Linked DNA regions of Rattus norvegicus: region 1 is linked to region 2. A link is a contact called in public Hi-C data. All regions are on one chromosome and are shown on one strand. Each heading gives the region's core, a stretch centred on a gene start, on an enhancer-like site or on the middle of the called end of the contact. The rest is flanking DNA. Distances are from core to core; before and after follow the strand shown. Region 1 overlaps Glis3 (GLIS family zinc finger 3). Region 2 has its middle 78 kb from the start of Rnu6-613.

Region 1 (4,753 bases), core at 1,343-3,842, 110 kb before region 2:
TCTGTAGATGCAAAAGTCAGAACTTCATGGTACTTCCTTTTAAACAAAAGACTACTTTATGGAGGTGTAGTCCACTTAGAACTTGTATTTAAATTCTTATTAATATTTTATGTGAGACGAGATCTCTGTCTTCAAATGTGTTACCTCCATGCTCTGTAATCTCATCTGTGTTAAGAATACAGAGGACACCTCTGACTTAGCAAAAAGCAAGTGTAAGTTGAGTGGAAGGCATACTACTTTAGTGTCCTGGGCCGTGAAATAATGCCAAAACCTTTGTATGTGCCTGCCACGGTTTTCCCTTTATTTACCCCTTTTGGTGTATTGAATAATATGTAATAGCCCAGAACTTAAATAAGAATAATTTGGAATGAGCTCATAATTCTATAATAGCATGCACATACAGAATCTATATCTAGAGTAATACAATCTATGCTGTAGATGGCAAACTATTTTAATAAGTTATACTCTTGTATCCTTGTAGTCTCCATTTCCTTGTTAGTGATCATAATTAACTTTGACCATACTGGTGCAAATGATAAAAGCATTAGGGCCTCACTCTGAGGAGAGAGCCTTAGATTCCGTATTCTTTGTCCATCATCATCTCTACTCCTTACTAGTTCATCTTATGTGAGTCAGATGTATCTTGTTGTTTGGGGTAGGTTATGTCCTCAGATTGTACTGGGTTCCCCAGATAGTCCCAACTTGTCTGTCCCCTCATCACTTTGTTCTTTGGTCATAGACTGACAGAAGATAGCAGATATACCAGAAGGGTAGACCAGAAGGCCCTCTAGCTCCTTGTGTCTTTTACTCTCAAATAAAGAAGTGAAACAAGAGAGCCATTGGGTCTTAATGACGTTGTCTCCCAAAGTTGAAACATCAGTATGATTGTGTGATAATGACATAGGTGACCTTGCTACTCAAATCCTTTCTCCCTTCGGCCCAGAGGAGCAGAAGAACAGGCCCCATTTAGGATTGGATGCCAGTGCAGACTCTATCTCTTCAGACTCTCTGATTTCATAACTTCTCATTCCTCTCCTACAAGCTCAGAGCTACTTTGGAGACACAATAAGGACGTGTTCTCCAGAAAATAGCCTCCATATGGGGAATCCTGGCTTGTGTGTTTTACTAGATGTTCTCAGGGTAGTGCCAGGATTTGTTTTCTCCTGGGGCCACTCAGCATTGCCTTTCGGGTTAAGCCCAATTAAGAGGCAGTGTTTTGAGAAGTGCAGATGTACCGGCACAGGACACACAGCTGCTCTTCTCCTCCCATAGAATAAAAACCTAAGTGACCAGATGATAGGCATCTGATCACAACTGGTTTGCTGATATACTCTGACCTCTTTGCCTTAAGTCCCTCATCTTCCTCTTAGTTCCTTTGCAGCCTTCTTAGATAGCATCAGCATACTTCCCAAGTGAAACGCAAAGTGAACACAGCATTGTCTCCCAGGCTCTCACTCCCTTCACATAAATGTTGAAGCTGCCATTTACGAGATTACTTTGCTTCAGGACCTTTAGGATGAACTTCGGAAATGTGTCTAATGCACCTTCCCCTTTTCTCAGCTATGTCCTTACACAAGAGCCCAGCCTTGTGGACTCAGTTGTTTCTATAAAATAAGTGATGTCACCAATGATGACCTGCATTTGCTAGTTCAAAATGAAGCCTTTCTTCCACATAGTCTAAACAGGAACTAACTAAAGGCTTTCCTGTTGATGAACTATGGGGAGGTTACTTGCTTCATTGCTAGTATATTTTTATCAAGACTTACGTTGCTGCTTATTCTCACGACATTGAAAGACCCTTACCTCCTTCTCTGCCATGAGTATCACTGTCCCATGCTGAACCAACAAAGTAAGCGTCCTCTTAATTTCTCTGTGACCATTTCCAACTGCAAGTCTGTTCTCTCAAGTCTCCTGTCCTTCGCCGTTAGACAGTAAATGCTATTCTAAATCTCATGACTCAGAACCTGCCAGTCTCCCCTCAGAACGAGAAGATAAATAGACAGTTGTCCAAGGTTCCTTGGTAATTTCTCCTTGTTTAAATTACCAGTATATCTCCTTTCAGAAAGCCGTACTCTGAGGCTGAGGCTGGGGATAGCACTCGATGGTGGAGTGCTTGCCTGGCATATGCAAGGAATTGCATTCAACAAAACCAAAAGACCCAACAACCTTGTGATTGTTACACGTTACTACAAAAATGCCACAGTACATTCCTTCTACACCAGCAGGAATGCTCTTTACCCAGCACAGAACCCAGGCCGACCTCTCAGGTTCTGTGTTTCAAGCATATTTGACCTTTGAGGTTTAAAGTTATTTTACTCTTGGCAAGAGAAAATGTATTGTTTAAGGAGACTCTGGTTAGAGGGGGTCATAATAAGGACCCATAACACTTCTTGGACCTCAGATATGCCTTACAAAACAAAATGTTTATGAGCTAAGTGTAAATGACTCAGAAACATATGAATCGAATTTCCCCTAAAATGTGAACGGGTTTTAAAATTAGCAGGAAAAGGGCCTGGCACAAGATGTGCTTTGAATTTCACAAAACCCAGAGGGTTTGAAATACAGTTTAAGAAGCCTGACAAACCCAAACTGTGACTAAGGTTTCCTTTGTTGGTGTCTTTTCTTCCCTCTATGTGTCAGAGAAGCAGTCAGTGGTTGGACGAGAGAGAGGAGGGTCCTAAAGGGTTTTAGAAAGAGCACATTGTCATACTTGTTTAGGGCCAGAACGGGGACTCAGAAGGCTTTGAAGAGTTGGTCATGCTGCCTGTTGTAATCGTTTTTCCCAGGTTTGCACCTCCGACTCCATCTCCTCACCACATCAGCCCGGGAAGAGTTCCAGCTCCTCAGTCACTGCTACAGAGAGCACAAGCTCCCCACACCCAGCAGCCACCAGGCTCACTCCTGAAGCCCTACCAGCCAGAAACCAACTCTTCTTTTCAGTCAAATGGTATCCATGTCCACGGTAAGCAGGAGCTGGCAGCCCTTGGAGTTTTGAAGGCAGTGTTTTGCCCTTGCCTTCGGTCAGGTGTCCTAGGGACCAGATGTGGGTTCCAGATGTTCTGTTTTACATCAGACCTAAGATGTAAACAGCACCCTTTTCTGGCATGAAATCTGTAGTCTTTTTCTCAGCTGACCTGATTTATGACACCCATAGTTACCAAACCAAGGCAATCATTGGTGTTCCCGTGTTGTGAAACCTCAAGAATAGGTTGAATGATCAGGAGACTACGCAAAAGAAAGCCCCTGGAGTACCACCGTTCATGGCTGCTGACTCCTTCCCATAAGCCAGGTCCAAGTCTTCCATGGTTCCCCTGTGTGACATCTCCCCAGCCCCAAACTTCATGCATTCTATCTGTGCGTCTTGGGTAGAACTTTCATTCTCTCCATCTTGTACCTCATCTGAATGAAACTTATCATCTTTATTAACGTATAAGCTAGCTTCTGAGACCAGAGTTGTCTGACTCGCCATCGTATCTCTTAGGGAACCCAGCTCATTTCTTCATGCCCTGTAATGACTGCATATTCATACAGGAAGAGAGAACATAAGGAAAAGAGAAATCACAGTGGCTTACATTCTGTGTCAGCCTTATGTTCAGAAAGGGTCATGCTTTGAGGACTGAGTCTGCTTCAGTTTCTTTTCTTTAATCAAACTCCTTTTGCCAGTTCAAGCACATATCCTAGTGGACCTCCATAGAAAACTCAAACGCCAAGTCATACAGACTCCAACTGCCAAATGTTTTGCTTCCTGATGTCAGAATCCTATGTAAGCAGACATGATACTGTACATTGAGAGTCCAGATGATTCTAGAAGTGAGTCATCTCCCTCCTCTCATTAATACCATATATTTATATGGGTTATCACTTGGAATTAATGAACAGTGTCCCAAGACAGTGTTTACTGTGAGTGTAAACAAGGGCCCTAGATAGTAGACCCCAATAGTATTGTACTGAACTTGATCAAGAGGTTGGAAGCAGAGTCCTGAGCAGCAGGAAGGGGGCAGGAAAATGATAGTGCTCATCTGTAGCCATGGTGGACATTGGAAATCCAGGGTCACTGGCGCTGGCAAAAACTCCTTCCGTCTCCCCCTTTCCTGCTTGTTGTCTACTGCTTCCCAGCAAAGCTTAGACATCTTCAGTTCAGTGGGATTTTTTACTTTCCTCTTATAAGCATCTTCTCACACACCTATTATATCAGGAAACGTTTTTTTAAGTGCCCGCTACAAGTGCATAGGGTGGGGTCTATAAAACCAGAAAAAGGAGTTCTCTTCCTGGTCAGTCACGAAGCTTCTCTGATGAAGGGAGACCCAAGACTGTGTTCTGGAAAGCTACTAGCACCCCTCTGGAAGGGAGGTTTGGCAGCCTGGCCATGGCCCTGTAAAAGTCAGGGTAGTCAGAGTAGGTCACCTTCATGAAATGTGGTTTTAATGCCCAAATTTTAATGTGGCTGAAACCTGGGCGTATTTCTCAGTCAGTGACATCCTGTAGTGGCACCGATCTTTCCTTCCGGTGCCATATAGACTAATGGGGCAATTCACAGTGAGCCCTAGCATAGGTCCACTCAAATGTAGTATATCCTGTTTTACTTATAACTATGAAAAATTTTTAAAAATCTTTAGAACATTACAACTTAACGTATGTGTGAAAACTAACCAGAAAGAAATTTAGTTAAAATGCTGATTGTTTTTAATTGGGCTAAGACTTGCCTCCATGAACCTTACTTTGTAAACATAACTTTACAAGAGGGTTATGAAGG
Region 2 (4,646 bases), core at 958-3,457:
CCTAAGCCATGAACTCTGTTTTGGCCTAAAGGGAGATCCCTAAAACTCTAGGGAAATGCCTCAAGCTGCTGAAAGTGAGAGCAGGGAGCTGAACCTATATGATCACAGTTTCATGCACAGGGGAAGCTATGGATTAAACCTGATGACAAGGTATTAGAGCAAAGAGAGCTTTATACTGACTACAGCAGTTGAGGAGGACATCACAGTTTCAATAGGAATTTAAAACATAAATATGGGAGAAAGAATATTCCTATTAGAGATACAAAACTGTGGAGAAACAGTTTCTGAGGTGCGAGAGATGCGAGTCTAAATGTAGGGCTTACATGAACTTAAATACTTAAGCTATCTTCTCAGAGAGATTAGCACGTGGAAGAAAATTAGATTGGACTTAGATTCTAAATGGAATCTAGCCTTTATCTGACAAGGCATATATCTATAGTTATAACCAGCGTGCCCTTGACTGGGGCAGGGTAACAAGCTGTGAGGTGTGGCGCTAACTGGAAGGAAGGGTGAGAATATGAGTGTCTGGCCAAAGCTAAGTATCTCCCAAGGCATGAAGACTAAATGTGTTGGCTTCTTTTTTTTAACAGAGCAAGTAGCTTTGGGGCTCTGTCCTGGCTCTCTCCTGTCTTCTCCTATTCAAATTAGCAAGAGCAGAGCAGAAAGAGCTCTCTCTCCTCCCATAGCTAACCTGTTCCCTACACAGATAAATACATAGTGGCAAAAACCTCACAAGGTCCCTATGGAAAGACTACCTACTAGGAGATTAAACAGACCAGGCAAGGAGTTGCTAGAACTATTAAATAGAAACAGGGAAGTGATGTGATCCTATTTGGCCATTGGTATGGTGTGTGGGGAGTTGCAATGGAGGTGGTGAAGGCTGAAGTTGATGACAAGGGTACACTTGAGCATTTGGGATGCTGATGACATCATAGACCCAGATAGGAAACACAGACGGCTTGAACAGGTTTGGGGCCAGCTGAGTTTCAATTGGACACGCTGAGTTTGTGGTCCTGGCAACTCTATCTCCACAGAAAGGTTGACCAGGCAGATGGATGAGCAGGTCTGTAGGAGGCACAACACCCTGCACACAGCTTCCCCATCAATGTTTATTCAATACAAAATAAACAAAGAGGAAACCAGTTTCCATGTTAGCGTTCCCACAGTGATATTTACTGGTTGGGTCCTTGCCGAAGTGAGGTTTGAATATATCCAACTTAAAAATAATTGCTTGCCACTTCTGTGCCCTCCCATATGTTTCTCCTTCTACTGACAAATTCAATCTTGTTTGTAAAAAAAAAAATCAAAGAATTTGAGTGTTTAATACTATGACTATTCAAATACACTGTTGCCCTACCTTGACAATATTAGTTACTGGAAAGATCCATTTTACCAGGCGTACTTGAAACTGTGTGCAACAGCAAAGGCTGTGAACTCAGCCTTGACATGCTATGTTTCCAACTTCATTGTGTTCGGACTACTTTGTATTACTACTACCTTTGGTTTTCAGCCTTTAAAAACCTTGTCGTTCTGGAATAAATTAGCCAATGGGTTCCCACTTGGAGTTCCAGAAATACAGTGTGTGTGCCCTTGTTCAAAGTAAGATGATAGCTCGTACTTTTTAACCTAGATCCTGTGTTGCGTAGTATAAGGTTTTAACAAAGCCCTATCGAGTCTGAAGGTACAGTGTTGCTCACAAACATCCTGTGAATACAGGCACCCCACTAATTCCCACTTGGATATTATCTCCACCAATCTTTGAGCAGACAGGCAATGTTTCATCCATCTTGAGCTTCCTCCCTTCTATCAACTCAATGCTTTACAAAGATGACAACACAAAGTAAGCATGTGAAGGGTATTATGGTCAAAGGTGTTGGGGGGGGGGTGGTGGAGAGGTCAGATCTGCTGAATTCTCACCTCACTTCTGTTTACTTTATGTAGTACAATAGGGGCTTCACCTGGTCAAATAGGAGTCATGGCCATTCACCAGGGTAGAGGGATAGGAGAGAGCAATGCCGTGCATTTTCCCATAATAATGAAACTAAATTCTGACCACAGCATTTGTTCTTTTTCTTCTTCACACCCTGAGGGATTCTCTGCTATTTTTCTAAGTTTTTAAGAAAGGGTTCTTTTACCCCCAATCCTTCTCATCACAGCCCAGCACTCACGGCACAGCCACAGAGGAATCTCTGACTCATGCTTACAAAAGTGGAGCTGCATAACAGGATTCATTCTGCTCTGACTAATTTCTCCTCAACACATGTTGACTCATTAGAAATTGTGAGAAGAAAGTTAGCAAAAGTCACTTTTATTGCTTCCCTTGTAGGAAACACACACACACACACACACACACACACACACACACACACACACACACACTTTTTTTTTCTTCTTCTTCTTCATAGCAAATTAATTGCACACTGGACACCATATAATTCCACAACCCCTTCAAGGGTACCTGCTAGGGAAAAGCACTCCTTCTCTGAAGTCATAAAAATTAAGACATGGGGAAAATATTAGAATGTTATGGTAGGAAATAGAAGTGGTTGGGTAAGTTGAGGGGCAAGTTTGAAGAGAAATGGAAAGATGTCAGTAAAGAAAAGAGAACAACCAGAGGGGAGGGGGACGAGCACACTGAGGACTAAGGTTCAGGGCCATCACCTTATCCAGGTGGCAGAGATTCTGGCCATCAGGCCTTTTTCTTGTACAAATTTTTAATCAATTCTCATTTGTGCAGTTTTGCTTCGAGGACAAGCGCTCCTATCTTAGGGTGAGTGGTGGTGGTGGTGGGAGACTATGGAAATGTGACTCCGGAGCTGCCAATCCCTTCAAACTTCAGTTTAAACTCTGTTCCTCTGAATCCCTCTCACCTTCCCTTTAGGATACTTTCTCTTCCATAGTGCCTGTCTCTATTTCTATCTTCTATCTCTAATGTATTCTTCCATGTAATAGGCAAGCCCAAAGTTAATGGCTTAAAAAATAGGACACTTGGGGTTTTTGCTGTACGGACCAGGGATTTAAGCAGGGCTCCTCTCTACTGTGTAGCACTAGCTAGAAACATTTCTACTGGGTTGGAGCACCCTCTATGGCTCCATCCTATGTCTGGTGCCTCAGATGTGGAAGCTTGGATAGCTAGAGGATGGTTTGACTTCGTTATCTAGAGGGGTGGTAGAGTATTTTGGTAGAGCATCTTAGATCTTGAACAGATCTTAAGTTCTATGTAATGAGATGATACAGCCAGATGTATGTCATATCCTTTGAGCCCAAAACAAGTCACAAATGCTGTCCAGATTGAAAGAAGTGGAAAACAGATTTCTCCTCTCGATGCATGGAGTGGCGTGCCCAGATAGGCAAGGTAGAGTGGTGGCTGGCAATGTTCCAGTTCGTTGTCTTAGTATGTAATTCTTTGAATATATCACAAGGCAGAACCAATGTTGAATCTTTCACTGCATCTTTCCCACAATCAGGGATCGGATTGTTTTGATAAACTAACAGGTCCGTGTGAGCTGGAGACAGAGAAGACCTTCCCTGGTGTGGCCAGAGGCTGTGGCTTGATTCCCTAGTTTTACACGTATTAAAAAAACTCCAAATGTACCCCTGAGCCTGTGTTTCTCTGAAGTAAGCTCAGGTAGTCTGTCCCCATTCAGACAGCAGTAGAATGCACATATTCCTGGTTAAATTGTAATTGCTTACATATGAAAGGAGGACGAGTCTCTTTGAGCTTTCAGTTTAACATTTCTTTACTCTCTTAAATATGCAAACACATTTCAACAAACTCCCTGACACATTTGAGGGAAAGGGTATCCCAATTTCAGACACACCAGAAGAGGACATCAGATCCCATCAGAGATGGTTGTGAGCCACCATGTGGTTGCTGGGAATTGAACGAAGGACCTCTGGAAGAGCAGCCAGTGTTCTTAACCTCTGAGCCATCTCTCCAGTCCTGTCTTTGGCTTTCTTTACTCAGTATTTCTGCACATTCTGCTCCCAGGTTCCCTGTAGACTGACCGATTTGTGTTAGTCCTCTCCACTATTCTGAAATTAACTTTCAGGTGAAACCCCTTCTTTTGGAACACAAATTAAAAAATATCAGTATAGTACTTTTACTCTACCACAAGGGGCAATGAAGAGACAGTGGTTTTAGAACAAAGTCCTGTGTTTTAAGTATGTAAATGTGTGGGAACAGCTCTGCTATAATGACAATAACAATGGAAATGCTTGCACAAACTTAAGATCTAGAAGGTTGAAGCGATAAAGTAGCACTTGGCTAGTATCGCTCCATTTAAGTTATTTTTTTATGTTTTAAAAATAAAGGTGACGTGAATACATAGTGAAATAAGTTATATAATTTAGTAGTGCCAAGTACTCGAATAAATGTGTTTTTATGTATATATGAATATATTGTATATTTATGAATATGTTCTACATATATGGTATAAAAACAGACAAACCATTCTTAATACTTATGGTCTTATGGTTCCAATTAGATGGGTAATAACCCATGGCAGTTTTCATCTAGAAAACTCAGTGCATATTACAACCACGTAAAACTTCGTGGTGTTTTTATATTAAAACAAGTAAGGATCTTCATGTGGATCCCCATAAACAACTATTTTAATTACATGATTGGCTACTCAAACTAAAAA

What was found. Hi-C and Micro-C count contacts between places; a contact is called where the count stands out from the background.
Region 1: a Hi-C map of the A7r5 cell line shows a contact between it and region 2, with 1.7 times the contacts expected there. The contact joins two enhancer-like sites. A contact is called at or near these places in 2 of 12 Hi-C or Micro-C datasets (the A7r5 cell line and the Rat2 cell line).

Annotation. Positions count from the first base shown.
Region 1 is chr1:235,411,345-235,416,097 of GRCr8, reverse strand. Glis3 (GLIS family zinc finger 3) reads left to right here. Exons shown (of 11, transcript XM_039101395.2): 9 at 2,787-2,962. Among named protein-coding and RNA genes, the nearest start is that of Rnu6-613, 29 kb to the right of the region's middle. Within about 2 kb of position 2,592, at least 10 of the 93 cell types and tissues checked have an H3K27ac peak or open chromatin away from gene starts, as enhancers often do. A contact at or near this core is called in the A7r5 cell line, where this site is marked.
Region 2 is chr1:235,303,987-235,308,632 of GRCr8, reverse strand. No RefSeq gene overlaps it. Among named protein-coding and RNA genes, the nearest start is that of Rnu6-613, 78 kb to the left of the region's middle. Within about 2 kb of position 2,207, at least 16 of the 93 cell types and tissues checked have an H3K27ac peak or open chromatin away from gene starts, as enhancers often do. A contact at or near this core is called in the A7r5 cell line, where this site is marked.